Linked DNA regions of Mus musculus: region 2 is linked to region 1. Evidence: chromatin contacts called from public Micro-C data. All regions are on one chromosome and are shown on one strand. Each heading gives the region's core, a stretch centred on a gene start, on an enhancer-like site or on the middle of the called end of the contact. The rest is flanking DNA. Distances are from core to core; before and after follow the strand shown. Region 1 holds the start of Chordc1 (cysteine and histidine-rich domain (CHORD)-containing, zinc-binding protein 1). Region 2 holds the start of Mbd3l2 (methyl-CpG binding domain protein 3-like 2).

The links. A called contact is a pair of places that touch in the nucleus more often than the background predicts.
Region 2: a contact with region 1 is called in a Micro-C map of granulosa cells, with 4 times the contacts expected there. The contact joins the promoter of Mbd3l2 here to the promoter of Chordc1 in region 1. A contact is called at or near these places in 1 of 39 promoter capture datasets (liver), 1 of 484 Hi-C or Micro-C datasets (granulosa cells) and 1 of 9 other capture datasets (adipose tissue).

What each region holds. Positions count from the first base shown.
Region 1 is chr9:18,288,878-18,295,088 of GRCm38.p6, reverse strand. It overlaps Chordc1 (cysteine and histidine-rich domain (CHORD)-containing, zinc-binding protein 1), which reads right to left and starts at 2,822. Exons shown (of 11, transcript NM_025844.2): 1 at 2,629-2,822. The coding sequence starts at 2,692. It overlaps Gm51667 (a long non-coding RNA gene), which reads left to right and starts at 1,824. Exons shown (of 4, transcript XR_003948105.1): 1 at 1,824-2,014; 2 at 2,385-2,904; 3 at 6,195-6,211. It also overlaps the pseudogene Gm7692.
Region 2 is chr9:18,426,589-18,432,799 of GRCm38.p6, reverse strand. It overlaps Mbd3l2 (methyl-CpG binding domain protein 3-like 2), which reads right to left and starts at 2,185. Exons shown (of 3, transcript NM_144934.3): 1 at 2,058-2,185. It also overlaps the pseudogene Gm5612.

The DNA.
Region 1 (6,211 bases), core at 1,573-4,072:
GTTCAGAAATACTCTGTATCGGGGTCTTACCCTTCCTAATGCTGTGACCCTCATGTTGTGGTGACTACCAACTATAAAAGTATTTTGGTTGCTACTTCATAACTGCAATTTTGGTAGTACTACCACTGCTCTATATTCTTTCATTTTTTTGTAGTAAAATTTGTCTATTAATAAAACTTTATATTCCAGTGATTCTGGCAATATTATTTTTTATTCTCTAAAAATCTCATACATGTATACAATGTATGTCAGTAAGAGCCAGCAGTCTTACCTGCTATGCTACCTACACCCACCACCCACCTCATTCGTCCTGAACTTTACCTCCACTAGAACCAGTTAGTGCTGCCTGAATGCATATTCAGCTGGCGAGCCACGCCCCTGAAGCAAAGCAACCCCTTCCCCTGCAGCAGCCGACTGCCAGCAGACCCTCCGCTTAGCCCAAGGGACCAAGGCCCTCCCCACTCTGTGCCAGTTTGTAACTAGCTGACAGCAGGCTCAGCACTCCTCCCCATCTTCTGTTTGGCCCTATCTTTTCATGAAAATAGCAAACTGAAGTATACTTATAAACCTATCCACACAAGTTTCCCAAGAAATTCTCTAATAAAGAGTTTGGGAAAAACAAAACAAAACAAACAAACAAAAAAAAAAAACTCACCACCACCACCACCACCAAAAAAACCACCTCAACATTTTAGTAACTGCCGTAATATCTAATTACTAAATTAGCATTTTAACCAATTCCTAGATACAAATCATAGATTTCTACAGTCTTCTTCATTAGTGCTATTATTTTATATTTCCTGTCTCTCTCCTCATTACAGAATAAAAGTTTTAATTTATTTTGTTCTTATACAAAATACATTTATTACCACCAGCATGTGGAGTGTTTTGTTTAAAACAACCAGATAACAGACACACTTATTTCCTGACAACAGTGGCATGAGGGTAGAGAAAGGAGGTTTCATTCTTCTGTAAATGTCTTAACTCACTCAACCTTCCAAATTTAATTCCCTACTATTCAATTCCTAGTGTTGCCGTGAGATCTGTCTACCCTCTGCTACTAAGTTAATATTACAGTCTTAGTAACTGCTATGTATACAAAATAGTAGTTAATGCAATGGAACAAAAAGAGGCTATTAATTACGTACAATGAGTTAGAATATAGAAGTTCAGAATGGAAACCTGTATGCACAAAGATATGCAGTAGAGAGGGAACCATTTAAAATTGAATTTAAAGTACAATAAGCATGGAACATATACCATATCACTAAGAGCAGGAGGACTGGATATAGACTGGCAGCTTCTTACAAGTGAAACATCTATCACTGTACTCCTTGAAAACCAGAAATATTGGTATATTCTGCACTAATCTTTTAATTTGTAATTTTAATGTGTAAAGTCAAATGATTCCCATTCTAAAAAGCTTTCTCCTAAATCCAGTGTTATCAACTGCCACTCATTCAACCAATTTACTTGGCATTCATCCCTACTTTCTAAAACACTTCCCCATTTGGTCGGCTGACTGGTGTTCCCTTGATGTATGTGCCCCAAATTGATGACTGTCTATTTTTTCGTGGCTTTCCTAGCCTATGGTTCCATTTCACACACACAAAGACAGATAAACTTCCAACAACAAGCTGGTATCTCTCCTGAACTTTGGTCAGGAATTTAGTACCCTAAAAATATTGCCTCAGGCTACAATGCATCAATGTATTCAGTACTGAAGTAGAATATGTACATATCATGACAGTTAAACGTGTGTTCATACACTGGCTTCGCTGCATCTTTCCCTTTAAATCCTGTCCCAGTCTCATTTTGAAAGAAGCTACCAGTTTACTTGTGTACCAAGATCATTATCTAAGGAACTGGTCTTAACCTCTTTTACAAAGCTGAACTGTGTTATTAACACGTGGTGTTCCAGTCTGTGATGAAATACTTCAGTGTGGTTCAGTTATATAATGAGTATATATGAATGGATATAAAGACCATACTATACATACTAGATGAATCGGAGGTAAGTGTTGTTTATTCCTGCAATAGCCCAGTTATCTGCATAAATACTCCACTCAATAATGAGATTCATTCACACCTCTGGTTTCACCCAGCATAGGTGCTTGCTTTCATTGTGCATTCCAAATTTGACCACACTGGCTTTTGGAACAGCACTTGGGGATCATTTTATGCTGGAATAGCGTAGTTTAAAACTGCAGGCCCCAGTAAAAGTATGCCGAAAACGTTATTGTGGAACGGATGTGTAACAGTCATTTCCGGAGCCCAGCACGGTTTTTTAAAAAGCAAGTAATTTGACAAGTGACAACACGCTTTCCACTAGTACTCAAACGCAACAAGAAGTCTAATAGTGTGCACCTCTTTATACCTCTTAGGCCCAGGAATCACGGCGGTGACAGTGTAAACCGGGTCTGGATAGCCTAGAATTGAGCAAGTGCAGGGGATGCCCACTGAGGAATGAGGGGCGCCGGGGACACCGAAGCGCCCGGCCCTGCGCTCCCAGAGAGGGTGAGAGAGCTGGGAGGCTCCGGGGGACCGCAAGAGGTGAAGCCAGGTGAAGGAGGCCAAGGGTCCGGAGAGGGAGGCCTGGAGAAAGCTGCCGGCCACGGTCCTCCTTACCGTCCGAGTTGGCCTCTGGGTCGAAACGCTGGCCACAGCCGCGGTTGTAACACAAGAGCGCCATTCCGTCTTCTCGGCGAAATCCACACCACCCGGGACTAGAAGTGAATCACCGCAGCAATCACCAGCACTACTGTTCAGGCCGCAGCTAGCTTCCGGAAGCCGCCGGTACTGCTTCAGGAATTTTCCCGAACGTTCCGGTTGCACAGGCGCAGAAGAGACCGGAAGACGGGCCAGCGTCGGGCGGTGGACAGATTTCCTACCGGACTGCCACAGGTGAGCACAGTCGGGTGGATCCGGACAGTTATAGATGAGACACCAGGGGAGGAAGCGGAAGACTCGGCGAGCGGCGATCTCTTTGTGTTCCACCCCGCATTCTCCCGGCGTGCTTTGTGTTGCGCGGCACGCCGAGTTCACTGCGCAGCCGCGGTCGCTTGCCAGAGGGTAATTGAGGGGTGAGGTCCGCCCCTTTTCCCGGTCCCTCGGTCCAGGTTTATGCAGCGTCAGAACCTATGCTCTTATGCTCCTCTAGAACTGCGTCAGTTACCAAAAATTGAGGTTAAGTCGTCTTACAAAGACAGGACTTTAGAATGAGCAAAATTATGTTTTGAGTGCAGTCCTAGAGTCAATCACAATTCTAAATTGAAATTTCACGTTAGTCATCACGTAACCTACATTCAATCTTTCAGTAGGTCTTGTGACATTTTTAGTGTGCAAAACACATTATTACATTAATAGGCAACTTGCAAACAGTATGGTCCTCAGCACATGCTTTCTATATGATGCTTTTGAAATAGCAGACTGTTTTGATGACGGAAAGTAGTTGTAATTTACCAATAATCCCAAGTTTATTAATGAAGATCTATTCACAACCTTCCTAATCCCAATAATAAAAGTATTCTCATTTTCTGTATCTCTTTTTATGCCTAGAAATATCAAACTTATGTGTTACAACAAAAAATATAATGTATTTATTTAAGCTAATAGAATTTTCATTTTATGCCATTGTTAAGTCATTTATAGTCATTGTTATGAATGTGAAAAAATATAACGTAAAAGCAAAATTCTAGGCCTTTAGGCCCAGGCTTGAGAATGTGACCTCTATGACTCAATGCTCCAAGGGATGCTAATCATAAAACAGCAATATTCCTCCACCCACCAGCTTCCTGGGTTCAAGGAGTGTTCATTCAAAGAAAGTCACCCTGACCCACCCTGACCATTGCTGGAACCCGCTATGCAAATGTGCTATTGTTAGGGGCTCTTAGAAACTGTCTTGAGAAATAATCCCCACAATTACCAGGTATTCCTTGTGACTCTTGTGACTGCACTTCTTTGTGACTCTTAACTGGTATTTTTGGTATTTTCCAACAATGCCCTCCCCACCTCCTTGAGTTGTGGTTTCTTCCTTTAAATACCCCTTTACCCAGCTACTCAGGGCGCCATGGTCTTCTACCCCTGCATGGTGTATGACTGTGAGCACTCTTGAATTAAAAGTCCTCTTGCAGTTTGCAGCGAGACAGTTTCTGGTGAGTGATTTGGGGTGTCGCCTCTCCTGAGTCAGAACATGGGGGAGTCCTCATGTTGTGGGTCTTTCAAAAGATGGAATATGTTGAATTATGTCATTTTCCACTCTCTCCTATATAATCTCACCAATTTAATTGTGCCCAAGTCAGTAGTCAATTTACTGCAGATTGCTCCCCTCTCCACTTTGAAAGTAGCTAATACTGTGTGAAGGGCATAAGCCTTTTAAATACTTCTAAATTTTAAAAAGACTATATATTGCCAATTGATTTCTAAAAGGTGGTATCAGTTTTCACTTTAGCTATGGATAGCTACTATAATCGACCATAGAAATTAATCATAAATAATAAGAAATGGATGAAGCACTCTAAAAACTTTTTATGGCCAGTTCCAACATTGCATATCAGTGTCACAACATCATTAATGGGATTATTAGATGAGTTGTTTAGGTAAGCTTACCATTTAGCATCCATAGTTTTTTACTGATAAAAATTTACATTCAGTAAATAATTTCTTATAGTGTGTAAATTGAAAATACAAGAATATGATATCAAAATGAGCAATTCTACCACTGAGAAATAACTGTAGAATTGCTAAAATAACTGATAAATTAATTTTCATTATTCAAACAAAGTATTTATACTTATAGATGTTAAAACAAAACAAAACATCAAAGGGGAACCAGGATGGCTCAGTGAGTAAACATGCTTACTGCCAAGCCTCAAGACCAGAACTAGATCCCTAAGACCCAAGTGGTAGGACAGAATTGACTCCTAGTTTTCCTCTGACCTCCAAACATGTTCTGCGATGTGCACATGGGTCACGAACATATGCCACAAATGTATGTGATTAAAAACTTACTTTAAAGACATGGTGCTTCCGGAGCCCAATGGAGAACCCGTGGCAGCTCAAGTCGGCTGGGCCGTACGACTTTTCTAGCTCAGACTGGCCTCCAGGGAAGTAGCTGAGGATGATCTTGAGTTTCTGATCATTCAGCCTCCCAGGTGCTGAGAGGGTTAACCTATCAAAGAGATTTCTAGACAAAATAAAACGGGAAAATTGATAGATTCAAGGACAATGGATCTGTGTTCAGTTGGAGTCCAGCTTTGTACCACACATGACTGCCATAAAGCCTTTTATACTCAAGACATTGAAAAAGTTGTCATCAAAAATGACATGTTTTCACTTCAGCTTAGAACTGGAATGATACATTCTGGGAATAATACAATTTGTCTCCATCATGTAAAAATGTATATTGACAGATTTGAAGAGTTGCAGAAATTACTTGTGACTCATTTAACTTACACAAGAAGCTAGCTCAAAAGAATCTGCATGTAACTGACTTAGATGATGTCACTTTTATGAGCACAAAGTTTGGGGGACAATTCGTACCTGGTTGAAAGCTTTGTCCAAAATGTACCCAGATTACCAATGGAAGTGTGGATGTTGATTCAGATGACCGCCAGAGATGGAAACCCGAGTCAGATGGAAGGACTGCTAAAGCTCTGAGGTCACTACAGTTTACAAACCCAGGAAAGCAAACTGAATTTGCTTTGAAAAGTGGTAAAAGTGAGAAAAGAAAGCTCACCAAAAATTCATGCACTGCTTCTAACAGACAAATTATTCCAGCAAAGAGTACTGTGTATGACTGCCAGGGCCTACTGATCTTCAGTGGCATGAACCCCTGTGACTGCCTGGACATGGACTGCTTGGGATGTTTCTATGCCTGCCCTACTTATAGCTCTACCAAATGTGGTGCTGAGTGCCACTGCAACCGCAAGTGGCTATATGAGCAGAGAGAGTTTGTAGGAGGAGAGATGAGATAATCCATAATAAACATGGTGGAAAAGCATATGGCCTGTTATCTTCCTGTCACCCATATGATATTTTACAAAGATGATCATCCAAATATTGACCAGCAAAGATGAAAACGGGGCAAAGAAATAAACAGTGACATTTCTGGAAGTGAAATTTGGATCAGTCGTAAATGGAATTGTAGACATCTCCACTAGTCCAGAGTGTTGATTACCATTGCTGTTCTGCAGACAGATGTGCATCAGAG
Region 2 (6,211 bases), core at 936-3,435, 140 kb before region 1:
AGGGTCCATATTTCTCTTTTCTGGTCCTTCCCACTGGAGTACCTTTCTTCAGTCTGGACTTTGCCTTCTCTCTGCTCCTGCTTCATTTACACTAATGACAATGCATACTCTAAACCTTCAGCTGAGAAAGGTTAGAAGGGAATCACCTCTTTCTAAGGGCACTGGAATAGGAGTATTGTATTCTTAGTTAAATAGTACTAAATACAAAATCACTGTTTATGATAGTGAAAAGACTTTATTGTAAACACCTCCTTTACTGTAATGTTTTTCTTAGGAAAGCGAAGATGTTGGGGGTGGGGATAATTTGCCTCCTAACAGTCCTTAAACCCTCAGCGCTGCCACAGCTGCCTTGATTGAAGGATTAGCACCCAGAGCAGCCAGCCTGACTACTCAGAGGCTTTGAAGTGTCCTAAGATGCCTGAGTTTTGCAGTAGCACATTGACTGAACTACAAATGACCCTACAGCCTATTTTACTCAGGTGAGAGGGGAGCACTTCCTGGACAGCCGCCAATGGGATGCATGTAACTGCTACAATCACAGTGTTTTGATTTCATAAGGGGCAGTGCCAGGCTTGCTGCAAATTCTGCCCTACCTTCACTTGAACATCCGCTATGTTTGCGGCAAATACCTCTATGGCATCCTCTTCTGGTTCTATAAGATATTCAGCTGAAATTACACCTTACCCGGGAACCTTTCCTGTATTACCCTATGATATTTCATCGTTTTCTCAAACATCTTTTCCTGCCTACTTTTATTTTGTTTTGTATCACTGGCAGCCAGCTCTGCCAGTGTCTGCCCGGTGTGTGCATCACCTTAGCCAGCCCGAGCTCTACCGGGCTGTCTCTTTATCTTGGCTAGCTTTCCCAAGCCAGAGCTCTGAAATCACTCTCTCACCAGCCAACCACCCCAGAGCCAGCTCTGTCAGTGTCTGCCCCAGGCTGGCTCAGCTCCAACAAATAACTAGCTTGTGTTTTTTCTCGAGAAACTGCCTGTTCCTTCGTGCCCATCCTCCAGCTGCCCGTTTCCTCTTCCAGCCCAACTTAATCCCACAAATTGAAGACACTAGACAGTTTTAACACTATAAAACCAGCCAGACCGCCGGGCGGTGGTGGCACACGCCTTTATTCCTAGCACTTGGGAGGCAGAGGCAGGTGGATTTCTGAGTTCGAGGCCAGCCTGATCTACAGAGTGAGTTCCAGGACAGCCAGGGCTATACAGAAAAACCCTGTCTCAAAAACCCAAAACAAACAAACAAACAAACAAACAAAAAAAAAACCCAGCCAGGCCGAGCAGTGGTAGCACACACCTTTAATCCCAGCACTTGGGAGGCAGAGGCAGGCGGAAAAAAAGCCAGATGGTACAACTGCTGGGTGAAGAATATCCTGCCCCAACTTCCGTGGCCTCCGCAGGTTGCAGAGACCATAATCTATAGGTGCCTCCGGAAACCTTTATGTCTGCAACATCCCTCTTTCTCTTCCTGTCCTGCTCTGAAAATCTCTTCTCCATATCTTTGCCCAGTGATTGGCTTTTGTCTATAATTAGCCAATCAACAATTAGGGAAAGAATTAGGGAAAGAATTAAAGCAAATCTTCCTACAGGCTGGTATAACTGGTCTCAGGTATTTAATAACCATACTTGTAGGTTATTCTAACATGCTTATAGAGAATAAAAGAGAATATTTTCCTTTTGCTCTCTAAGATTAGTGAGGCCCCAGGGGATTGTGGACCAACCCTATAAGGATTCTGGAACTGTAAGAAGTCACCTGTTCTCTTGTTCAAGGAGAACATGGAGAGCGCACTCAGTTAATCACTATCCTATCTATGAAAAGGAGGGAAACTCAGAGGAGAGATTCTCTCAGTACTTCTATGGACAGATAGAGCCTGGCTAAACAAGACCTTTAACTTATTCTCTCATAGATAGACAGATGGTAAAGAAAGGTTTGAGGAGTCAGAGATGCCTCCAGAGACCAAATGACTTTGTCTTAGGGTTTCTGTTGCTGTGACAAAGCACCATGGCCAAAAAACAAGTTGGGGAGAAAAGGGTGTATTTGGCTTACACTTTCACATCATAATCCAACAGTGAAGCAAATTAGGACAGGAACTCAAGCAGGGCTAGAAGCTGGAGGCAGGAACTGATGCAGAGGTGATGAAAGGTTGCTGCTTGCTGGCTTGTTTCCCATGGCTTGCTCAGCCTGGATTCTTATAGAATCAAGGAAAACCAGCCCTGGGATGGCACCACCCACAATGGACTGAGCCCTCCCCTGTTAATCACTAATTGAGAAAATACCTTACAGCTGGATCTCATGGAGGCATTTCCTCAAGCATAGGTCCTTCCTTTCTGATAACTTTAACTAGTGTCAAGTTGACAAACACACACAAAAACCAGTCAATACAGATCACCTAAGGACTTGGTCTACAATTGACCCTAACAGGACAAAAACAAAGAATAATTTTGGTTACCTACAAGACTTTAAACATCCAGCAGAAAGATATAACTGAGATTAAAATTTTATACACACACACACACAGAGGGAGAGAGAGAGAGAGAGAGAGAGAGAGAGAGAGAGAGAGAGAGAGAGAGAGAGAGAGAAAGAAAGAACGAACTAGCCTGCCTCCATATTGGATGATTCCCAATCTGTAACTTTAACTATAAATGGTTCCATGCTGTTTGTTTCAGGAATAGCAATCATGCCTTCCTTTCAAACGTTATTTATAACCATCTTATAATCCTACCTTTGTTTCAAAAGGTTATAAGACTACTTATGACTACCTTGTTATGACTACCTTTCATGATCACCTTTTTTTGACCACCTGTTATATTCTGCTATTGTGAATTCACCTATATTTCCCCATTGAGAAACTTCCCTGCTCCTGAGGTATAAAAGCCTTGTTTCCTTCGCATCTGATACTGACTTCTCAAACCCTACCTTAGGGGGAGGCAGCCCGAGCATGTGAATTAAAAAGCTTGCTTTAATTAATTGCTTTTAAAAATTAATTTGGCCATAATGATTTGGGTGAATGATCTTTCTTCTTTCATCTTTGGATTTACAGCACACACACACACACACACACACATACACACACACACACACTCGAGTGTACATAAAATCCCCCAGATATAAGACATGACTTATATAATTACCCCTGTGTCTATCCACAGCTTAGAAAATGGGCTTATCTTCTTTAATAAAGAGGTCACATCTAAAAGTTATTATGAAAGCACAAAGAGTTGAATGGAAACTATTCGTGATGTGAAAAATAGAATTTAATGAAGAAATTGAAGCACTAAAGAAAACCCAATTTGAAATAAAAGTGATAATAAAAGAATTAGGAAGTCAACAAAAAAACCTTAGAGGAAACTCAACATCAGAGTAGAAGACATGGAAAATAGTATCTCAGGTGTTAAAGAACAGATAGAAAAAATGGATACCCTCGTCAGAGAAAATGTTAAAAATAATAAAAGTCTATAGCAAAAATTATGGGGAAATATGGAATACTATGAAAAGACAAAGTAGATAGATATTAATAGTGGAATACATGTACCAGATGTACAACTTGGTCTTCATCCAGATCCCCTAACAACTGGAGCAGAGGATGTCCTTGAACCTGTTGCCTGCCTGTAGATCCAGTTCCCCTGGCTTGGCATCCTTGTTTGGCCTAAGGTGAGGTAGTATAAGTGAGGGGCGTGCTCACTTCTCAGAGGATAAGGGAAGGAGGAATAGGGAAGAGTTGTATGTATGTGGAGGGACTAGGGGGCTGATATTGGGAAATGGTGTGAATAAACATTGAGGGTTAGCAAAGACAGCTGTATGCAGGAAAGGTGGGTGCCTGTGGAGAGCTAGGTGGGAGGTGGCTATGCTGGCTTCAGTCCATGACAGCAGGCAGCTCTGAGATCCTCAGACCACGAGTGAGTGAGTGACCAGGGATGGCCTGGTGTCACACAGCGGGCCACATGCAAGAAGCAGAGGCTAGCTTTAGCTGAAGTGGCATGTCTATCAAGAGCATGTCTCCTGTTGCTGTTGTCCTCACAGCTGACATGTATGTACTGACATGAAATGGGGAAATCCCAACAGCTGTCAGAACCACCCTTACAAAGACAGTTACACACCAACAAAGAGCTGTGAGCCAAGTCCAGAGCATTGGACTTCCAGTCTATCACTTGACAACCACATCCTAAGGCCAGCACTGCACACCTGCTTGCTCTCCCTGAAGCAGGCATGGACCAGACAGAATTCAAACCAGGAGAGAAACACTTAGCTCTCCAGTCGCTTAAGCTGGATCAGCAACCCCTGGACAAGCTGAGACCTGGCCTCAGCAGAGGTGTGTGTGGTAACATCTAGACAGCAGCGAGCGCATGTCCCTGCACTGCTGAGTGAAAGGGTGTGGCTGGGGTCAGGACCAGGACCTGGCTTAGAGCTATATCCTACAACACCAGACCTGTTTAGGGCAAAGCCAAGGCCCTCTGGGGGCCTCTGCTAGGCAACCTGGGCCTTTAGAGGGACTTCTTTCCTGAGTGGAAGCCCTTTTAGAGAAGGCAGCAGGTCCCAGGAAGAGACTGCTCCTGACACTGCTCTTCTGATTTAAGTCCCTACTAGGTAGAAAAATGTCAAAATAACTTGATCTTTTTATTGGCAACTTAGGATGCAAAAAGTACTTTATTTTTAAACTTCTAAAGTTTGAACACAAAATAGCCTAGTTTAGACGAGTTTCCAAGCTGAGTGCACTTGCATGGAGCTCAGTTTCTGGCTGATGAACAGTTCCTAATACCCTATGTGGGTGCCTACGTTCTCATCTGTGGGTGGTGAGCCGTCCAGCGTCCGCTGGTAACATCCCTTTTTGCCTTGGTAAGGGCTTAACAACCATTGGCGTTGTTGTAGTCTTACACAGCCATTGCTGTCCCGAATGTCTCCTGTGAGACATAAACCATGTACAGGAAGCCGTCTTCATCTCTCTCACTCTCGTACACTTCGGAGATGGGCATGGACACACTCACCATGCTGTGCCCATTCACCAGGAGGAAGAAGGCTTGGTTAGCATTGATCTGCAAGCGCTGTCTAATTATCTTGATGAGCTCGCTCATGTTCACGTAATCAGGTACCAGGAACTTGGTCTTGTCCAAGACGGGCAGCTGCTTCTCCCCCTTGTATCGCTCTATAATCACCGGGATCTTGGTGGGGTGCTGCTCCCGGATGAGCCGGGCATCTTCCACTCTTTGTTCAAAGCTCCGGCGCTGCTTGAAGGTCTTCTCGGACGGCATGGCGCACGGGGGTCCCAAGTCAGACGATCTGGCTCCAGCGACGATCACTTCCCTTGTGTGTGTCTCAGCCCGCAGCCGAGTCCACTTTCTAGATCCTTAAGAAAGAGATGATTATAAAGATACAAGAAACATCCCGCTGGGCGTGGTGGCGCACGCCTTTAATCCCAGCACTCGGGAGGCAGAGGCAGGCAGATTTCTGAGTTCGAGGCCAGCCTGGTCTACAAAATGACTTCCAGGATAGCCAGGGCTATAAAGAGAAACCCTGTCTCGAAAAAAAAAAAAAAGAAATATCCCAAACACTAAATAAACAGGACAAGAAATTTCCCACAACACATAATTAAAAACACTATTGATACCAGATCAAGTAGTATATATTAAAAGCTGCAATGGGAAAAAAAAGTAACATACAAAAGCAGACTTATTAGAGAATAACACGTGACTTCTGAAAGGAGACTCTGAAAGTCAGATGTCTGGGTGGATGCTTTATAAACTCTAAGAGACCACAGGTATCAGCACAAACTACTTCCTATACCTATCAAGAATAGCAATGGCAATAAATAAGGAAGAGAAACATTTTAAGATAAAACAAATCTAAGCAGGATTTATCTACAAATCCAGCTCTAATAAAAACAAAACAAAACAGCAACAACAACAACAAAACAACAAAACCTAAAAGGAAAACTTCAGTTTGAAGAGCTAAACATTGGGAAATCTAATCTTTTAAATTCAGACTCCATTTTAGACAACCTGACCTAAGTTTGAACTAAGGAAAACTAACATGCCTGTACCTAGCATTGGTTTCCAAGTTATCCCCCAACAAAACCCGAACCTAGCTCCAGTATCTAGGCTCATCCCCAACAAGACCTGTGTATATAGGTTACACCCTGAACAACAACAACATCCCCAGGTTATAACCACAATAGATCTATTTCCCCACCCTATAAGCCCACGCCC